Linked DNA regions of Bombyx mori: region 2 is linked to region 1. A link is a contact called in public Hi-C data. All regions are on one chromosome and are shown on one strand. Each heading gives the region's core, a stretch centred on a gene start, on an enhancer-like site or on the middle of the called end of the contact. The rest is flanking DNA. Distances are from core to core; before and after follow the strand shown. Region 1 overlaps LOC101741810 (tensin-1). Region 2 overlaps LOC101741810 (tensin-1).

Region 1 (4,425 bases), core at 1,274-3,773:
GCAATGTTCAACAATTACCATAGGTGCCGGCGCACCTTGGCGCCGTTCTGTTGTCTTTCTGCTAAGTGCTATGTGTGCCGCATACTAACTTCAACACAGAAATCTTTATTACAAACTCTCCGATTGCATCTCGAAGTGTCGAATGATAAGAATGAGAGATTTACATGACGACAGAGAATGAGGTAGTATCTGTTTTTTGCAAAATAGCTTTTAAGCAGAATCTAAAATGATAGAATCGTTATCAGTGCGTCCGATATCAGATTTGTAATTTTCTAAGCCAATGTTTGTACATTGGTTCCTATTTATATAGGGAAATAACAATAAAATACCATTTTCTTCTGTATTTATCAGTCGATTTTCTTTGGTATCCATTAATAATAATTATTTTTAAGAATATATTTTTATAGTAAGATTTTGCCACAAATGTAAATATAAAAATTAAATTGAATACATAAAACGAGTCGAACTCTATAATTGTTGATGTTTATTATCGAATAACAGACACTAGTGAGTAGAAATGTTCAATTTGTTAAGTTCGAGTAATCGAGGTCCGGTTTTGAGATATTAGATCTAAAATTGTTCATAATATATAAGAATAGAATTGTAACATTATTTTGCAGTTAACAGCAAGCCTGAAAGTGCTAATATTTATCGAAAAAGAAAACCATAGGGGCATTACACACACGCAGAATTTAACTACTATATTGTACAAATGCTTAAAGTATAGGTAGACTGCCTCTTGGCTTTATCCCAGGTGCTGTTGATGAACAACAATAACCACTAACCATTACGAGAATAGTATACTCGTCTGTCTTCGAAGATAATTATTATTATTAGTATTACTGGTCGTAGGACCTCTTGTGAGTCCGCGCGGGTAGGTACTACCACCCTGCCTATTTTTGCCGTGAAGCGGTGATGCATTTCGGTTTGAAGGGTGGAGCAGCCGTTGTAACTATACTTGAGACCTTAGAACTTATATCTCAAGGTGGGTGGCTCATTTACGTTGTGGATGTCTATGGTCTCCAGTAACCACTTAACGCCAGGTGGGCTGTGATCTCGTCCAACCATCTGAGCAATGAAAAAAAAAATATCTTCGAAGGTAATTGAGAATATACATACATGAGAGCAACAAGTGTATTTACTCAATCTTAATAAGATATGGTTGATCGCTTTGTCATACGTACTTAAGATAATATTTGACAGCTTCCTCTCCGCATCAATATTGATCAATCGGCGCGGAACTGATTTGGTAATCTGAGAGTTGTAGATCAACTTCTTTTTTCTTTTCCTACCTATGCTGATAGCCTTGAGAGGTTATTTCAGCTTCACCCTAACATGTAGGTGAGCTCACGGGGCTCAAGCCGGAAGTGTTGCTAACACTGACCCTAGCAAGAGCAGTGCTTCGCAGAATCTACCACAGGATCGGAAACGTGACCCACTGAGAGGATTCGGCGAGAAACTCAGTGGGCTGTGTCTATGGGTTAATTCACTCGTCGAGCCCTTCGTCGCAAGCGACGGTTTCGACGAGGACGGTGACCGGTGCTTGTGGTACCTAAAAGCACGTAGCAAAGCATCATCCGTAATGACGTGTTTAGGGCGATGTCGATTGTTTACCATTCGGTCTACAAGAACGGGTATGGTAGATCAACATTCAATGTCTATCTATACAGATTAAACATTTTAATGTTTTTATTAAAGGAGTGCAAGTACCTATTAGTATATTTGGTACACCGGTGTCAGGCGGTGTCTCTACTTAGCAATGCAAATGAAACAACAAGGTAAAGTGCGACCTAACAAAATAGTATCACAAAATATAGCAAGCACCTTTAGTATTGAAGTGGTTTAACTAAAAATTTTAAGAAAATGAGTTTTATACTTTGAACAATTTATAAACATGTATTCTATCAGCTTATACAATTACAATCTTAAAATTATAAATTAAATTTAAATTTTAGTTCGAAAATGTCAAAGTACACTTTCCGTCTCTTTTAAATTAAGCGAATATCTTAAACCTTCTTATGCGCTTTAAGAATTAAAAGATTAAAATCAAAACTGAAAAATTATTCAATTTCCATTTTTGGCGTTTACAAAAAAAAACGAGAATTTTGGATTAAGCCACTTCAATTCTAAAGGTGCGATATTCTTACAGTACTCCGCGTACAATTTGCATGAAATTCATGAAAGGACTAATTTAAATTTCACAGAACTACGCGGCGTATTGGAAACTTGTTTGTTGAATCATCAGACGAAATGAAATGTATACGATCCGAAAACATTGTATAAATGTTTTTTGAAATTAATGGGTAAGATTCGATGCGATTGTGTCGGGAATTAAAATCCGCAAACAGGTTTTAAAATTTCTAATCGCATAGCAAATACGTACTGATCTGGTCTTCACAAAACACTCCCACATACATATTTGTATATATAGCTTTAAATAATAATGGCACAGCATATTGTGTGCTCTGCGTAGGGTGGTACCATGTAGGTACTATCCTCCCTGTCTCTGCCATGAAGCAGTCATTTGTTCACATCTGAAACATGGTACTGGCCTTATGTGTACGACACCGTTGGGACTCGATCTTATATTTCAAGGCTTTTTTTTTATTGCCTTTGTAGGCAGACGAGCGTACGGCCCACCTGATGGTAAGTGGTTACCGTCGCCCATGGACTTCAGCAATGCCAGGAGCAGAGCCAAGCCGCTGCCTACTGCTTAATACTCTCCACAAGCCTCGTTTGAAGAAGGACATGTCATAGCGTTCGGGAAACACCGTGGAGGGGAGCTCATTCCATAGCCGGATGGTACGTGGCAAAAAAGACCTCTGGAAACGCACTGTGGATGACCGCAGTGGCTCCAGGTAGTATGGATGAACTCTACTCCGGTGGCGGGCGGTGCGATGGTAAAAACGAGACGTTGGTATCATCTCGAACAATTCCTCAGAGCACTCCCCATGGAACATGCGGTACAAAATACAGAGGGACCCGAAGTCCCTCCGCAGACCCAGAGGCTCCAAGCGATCCGTGAGCATTGCTGGCTGGCGTGAGCATTTGTTTTTTAACGCCTATAGGCTAATAATGTAACCACTAAATGACAGGTAATGCCTATTTCTGCCGTGAAGCAGTAATGCGTTTCGGCTTGAAGGGTGAGGCAGCCGTTGTAACTATACTGGGACCTTAGAACTCATAGCTCAAGGTAGGTGACGGCATTTACGATGTCTATGGGCTCCGGTAACCACTTAACATCAGGTGGGCCGTGAGCTCACCCACCCGCCTAGGCAATAAATAAATAAAAAATGTAAGCCGTAAGCTCTTATGTTTATCTACAACGTTAAAAAGATTTTATTATTTTTGATGAACCGAACATCTGTTATTCTGGTGTGAGCCGTGAGGTTAGATTTATATGTATTCCCTTCACGTAAAACTTGATATTATCAAATTACTGCGTTGCTATCCGACTCCAAGGACATTACTCGTTTGGTGTATTTGACAAAATACTCTTAATACGTGTCTTTATCGTAAATTTCGTAAACTTCGTCGTAAATTTAGCTAGTCTTACCATAAAAACATGGAACATGGAAGACAGGGTTTTTCATTCAAAGAACTCCAAACTATCATGGGGCTCAGAACATGTCATACTCTCTTAAAGAGGCAATAAAGGTACCAGGAAACGGACCTTCATCAGATCTGATGAAATTAGAAACGTGCCATTCTAAGCCATTATTTGTGTGGGTGGAGCTTTATTACCCAGTGACAGTTACTGAAAGGAACATTGTTAGTTATTGAATATTGTTTTATGAGAAAACTTAAGCGCCTTATTGAGAATCATATCTTGATATACTTAGGCCCATATTTTGACGCAAATCACAAAAACATGGTCATGGCCAAACAATCTCACCTTGGTAAAGCTCCTCAAATAATTACTGAAGTTGGACAATGCTCACATTTTACCCAACTGACTAATGACCGAGCGAGATGATTATGTACTCAACATGTCACAACTCTTTGTTATTTACGGGAAAATTCGGGGAGAGAGACTGTAGAGACAAAAAATATGTTACAATTTAATTTATTATATATATATATATATATAATTCCACTAGGTGTTTTTTTTTACTATATCTTTGTAGATATCTTTGAGAAAAAACACTAATTAATCCCAAGCAGGGGTTATCTGCCATTTTTGCTGTTTGTTGCCGTATCTCGAATCAGCTCTTATCAGAATTCTTGTACATATTTGGTTATTTAACAAGTGTTCGCGCTTTAGTCGACTTTCGACCATAATCATTGACACCTCAAAATTCAAAATCATTTTATTTACTTATTAGATTTGCTACAGCGGCTACTAAATAAAATGAAATACGGTTGACGAGCGGACGAGAAAAATGTACTGTTTGTCTTTACTTATTAATATGGATAATATTTAAA
Region 2 (4,131 bases), core at 1,314-3,813, 41 kb before region 1:
TTCAATCCTATTGACTTTTAGATCTTATTGCCTCAAAGCGAGTGGTGGCATTCATGCGTTGACTGTAAGCTCTGATAATTATCAATGGAGAATTGCATCTTTATTTATAGATACGCCTGTGAATATAATAAAGACCCTAAAACATTCTGTTCGATGAATGTCTGCGATATCGTCGGGCTTTCTGTTACTTTGAATAAAATTTAGTTTCAGGCCCATTGTTCAAATGTCGAACTTTATTAATAGCGGTGCTAGTAACCTATGCCCCAACACCTGACGCCCGTGATCTCTATCGCGCGTCTTCGGTGGGTGGTCTCCTACGTCAGCGACGTAATTGTAAAGTGAAAACACATGCTGATATAAAGATATGCGCGTTCAATCTTATTACACAGGTCAAATAGCTATGAGTGACACAACTGTTAGTTTCGGTTCCAAAACCTGTTGTTCACCTAAAAGATTTTATCTCAAATATGCTGATAAAGTGTTATTGTTCTACTTAGTCAAGGCATAAAAACATTATTTTAAGTTTTTTTGTGGTGTTTGGATATAGCGTGTGTTTGCACCGGTCCCTGTGGTCATTTGCCAATTTCTGAATTAAAGCAGTCATGCAGTATAAATGATTCGTGTGATTATAATATAATTGAACTGAATTAGTTTCGGAAGGTTAGGATTTACGATATAATATCGAGTCTCTTATTATATTGTTACATGATGTTTTTGCTAATTTCTGAACTTTGCGTGAACATATGTCAGGTTATATGTTAAGTATACAATATTAATAAGTATGTATATAAATGTTTATTTAAATATAGACATTTCTATCATTTACACGTATATTTGTCATTTAGCTGCTAAATGGCTGACCCGATTTTGATGATTTTTTTGGTATATTTGAACAGGTCGTTGTAAGGTTTAGATTCAAAATTGGACACCTTAGGTAGCGCTACGGTCGAATTCCAAGATTGTTTTATTATTTTCACGACAAGACAACATTTACGCATCCACAGAGTATTAAGCGGTAGGCAGCGGCTTAGCTCTGCCCCTGGCATTGCTGAAGTCCATGGGCGACGGTAACCATTCACCATCAGGTGGGCCGTGTACTCGTCTACCTGCAAAGGCAATAAAAAAAAAGTTGATCAGACCCGCTAGTTAAATTGTAAAATTATCGAATGTTGCGGGATAAATTTAAAAATTTATTCTTCTGCCACTATGAAATCAATCAATCATATTTAAGAACATTACCGTTTTTCACGAGGTCGGAATTTCAGGAAAAATATTTTACAAAAAAAAGAACACCTACCGCCCCTGTGCGTTGCGATGAATTCAAAATAAACGAAAAATATCAGATAACCCAAAAAAAGGCCGATCGGTAATAAACAAAAACAGATTGTTCATCTGAATAATATTGATACGAAACGAAAGGATCCAATCTCGTATACGTTTGTTATATTATATCGGTCCCGCGTATCACTCACGATAAGGTAATTTCCGTAATTTATAACAATTTTACAAAACTATTTATGTACGTATAGGATTTTATATTCTACTTGTAGTCATCGGAGTCCAGGCACGTAAGAATGGGAATGCTGACACCAACATTGACACTCGAAGTCTCAACTGTCTATCTTAAGAGTTTTCCCATCCTTTAATGATTACAAGCAGAAATTGAAAGAGTGGTGGAACCTACCAGTGCGGGCTCGCGCTGCCTCTACAGAAAATGTCGGTTGGCGTTACAGTATCGTAGTGTCCCTAGCCATGCTGAATCTGTGAACGATATTGGTCATTCTTCAATAGGAGGGCCGTACGCTCGTCTTCCATCGAAGGTACCAAAAAAAACTGTACGTACATTTTTCACTTTCATTAATCCTTGGACTCTTTACTCGGTATTACAACACCGTAGTGAGATCTACATTGTCACTTGAATAGTCATTATTCTACTTGCAATGCTCACTTGCGATTCAATGTGACTTTGCTAGGCATTTGAATTCCACTGTATCTGCAAGTTACATACGTATTATACGTTCGAGTCGAACTCGACAAACAACTTGACTAGGTGACGGCATGCAAATAAGATGTGAAAATACAAAACAGATTTCATTATTTTCTTTCTTTACGTAATTGTATCCGCGACATTTGTAACAGTGACATAACACAGTATTCAATGAAACTATTGAAATTATTGTATACGCGTATTTAAAGTAAGGAGAATAAAAATCATGATATCCTGAATGGTATCTATTATTTGTATTCAGTATACTCATGTAATTCGAATATTCTCGTGTCAAGTTAGGGTTGCCTTCAAAGGAAGATATTTTATAACAAAAAAGTGGGGTTTGGCAAAACCTTATTAAATAAAAAACACTCTTAACTCAAAAAAATATTGAAAAATTAACTTAGCTTAACTTACGTAACTTACTAAATTAACTTGTCTAAAAAAAAAAAAAATTAATATACACTTTATTTTTCCTTGACAGCCCTACTCCCTGGCAATCTAAATTATTCATTCTGACTTCGGAAACTGAAATACGGTTTCATCTTTGTATCCCTTTCTTTGAACGTTTGCATAATTCATGAGACCGGTGTGATTTTGTTAGCCATTTAATGGCACACGAGAAACTTAACATCACGGAGTGTATACTAATCATTATAGATTCGTAGTAAATATTTGTGATCGGCTTTGAAGTAATGTTACGATCGGTTTTTGAAGTAATCAGTTATGAGTTAAACATAGTTCTCTTTCATGCTATTAACATTCCATTACATTGTGAAGGGACCGCTAACCGCAAGTAGTACTTAGGAAGATACGGTACGAAGCAAGTCATTTTTACACATGCATAACTTAGCAAAGCTGAAAATACTAATATAATATACCCGTTTAGCAAAGTTGAAAATGTACTAATATATTATACCCGTTTGGGGATGTGTAATCTTTTGCGTGAGAGTATGGTACAGATGATAAAGACTATTTCACACGTTTGTAAGAAGTAAAAAAAATTAACTACGAATGTACCTATACGAATTTGTTTTTTGTGTTCAAAATTTTATTTATGGTGATTAAGTCGATACCTTAATCCGATTCTCTTGATATTAAGCGAATACCGAGTCTATAGACATAGCAACGTGGACGCCGTTACTAAACTTCGGTCGTCGTCGTGGCCTAAAGGATAAGACGTCCGGTGCATTCGTATCTAGCGATGCACCGGTGTTCGGATCCCGCAGGCGGGTACCAATTTTTCTAATAAAATACGTACTTAACCAAATGTTCACGATTGACTTCCACGGTGAAGGAATAACATCGTGTAATAAAAATCAAAACCCGCAAAATTATAATTTGCGTAATTACTGGCGGTAGGACCTCTTGTGAGTCCGCACGGGTAGGTACCACCGCCCCGCCTATTTCTGCCGTGAAGCAATAATGCGTTTCGGTTTGAAGGGTGGGGCAGCCGTTGTAACTATACTGAGATCTTAGAACTTATATCTCAAGGTGTGTGGCGCATTTACACTGTAGATGTCTATGGGCTCCAGTAACCACTTAACACAAGATGGGCTGTGAGCTCGTCCACACATCTAAAAAAAAAAAAAACTTAATATGACGTCAGAGTCTATTTACACCGGAACGCATTACTTTTTCAGGGCAGAAATAACCGGTATACTTGCCCATCTTACCTATCCAGACAGACGATCTCTGTAAGCGCCACACCAAAAGCACTATCTCTAATAGATACTTCCTCGAATATATCTAGTAATTTAATGCAATGAGACAACAACATAATTAATTTAAATTATTATTAATAACATTATAATAGTAACGAGTAATGTCAAAACATCATAGCCAAAGTATTGCATTATCACAAAAACGAATTATTTGAATAGATCGGTTACGAAAACAATGTGGTAATTATGTAGACAATTGATAAGGAAATTGCGAAACGCAGTTGTTAGTTTTACTTCTAAATACACTCCACTAAATGTCGAGACATTAGGAATTCGGATATAGGTGCCGACGGGGTCATCAGTCATACGAAAACACAATTACGCCATTACGTGGGCTCTTCCGCTACTCGGCTTCGACGGAAATTGTCGGCACAACCTTTGGGGGGATATGCTCCAGCGAATTTGCCTTGATAATGTCAC

What was found. Hi-C and Micro-C count contacts between places; a contact is called where the count stands out from the background.
Region 2: a contact with region 1 is called in a Hi-C map of midgut, with 1.9 times the contacts expected there. The contact joins two enhancer-like sites. A contact is called at or near these places in 3 of 7 Hi-C or Micro-C datasets (midgut and whole pupa).

Annotation. Positions count from the first base shown.
Region 1 is chr4:9,778,364-9,782,788 of ASM3026992v2, reverse strand. All of the region lies in intron 3 of LOC101741810 (tensin-1), which reads right to left. Among protein-coding and RNA genes, the nearest start is that of TRNAM-CAU, 14 kb to the right of the region's middle. Within about 2 kb of position 2,523, at least 1 of the 8 cell types and tissues checked has open chromatin away from gene starts, as enhancers often do.
Region 2 is chr4:9,820,018-9,824,148 of ASM3026992v2, reverse strand. The region is part of intron 5 of LOC101741810 (tensin-1); the gene reads right to left. Among protein-coding and RNA genes, the nearest start is that of LOC134198781, 18 kb to the left of the region's middle. Within about 2 kb of position 2,563, at least 1 of the 8 cell types and tissues checked has open chromatin away from gene starts, as enhancers often do.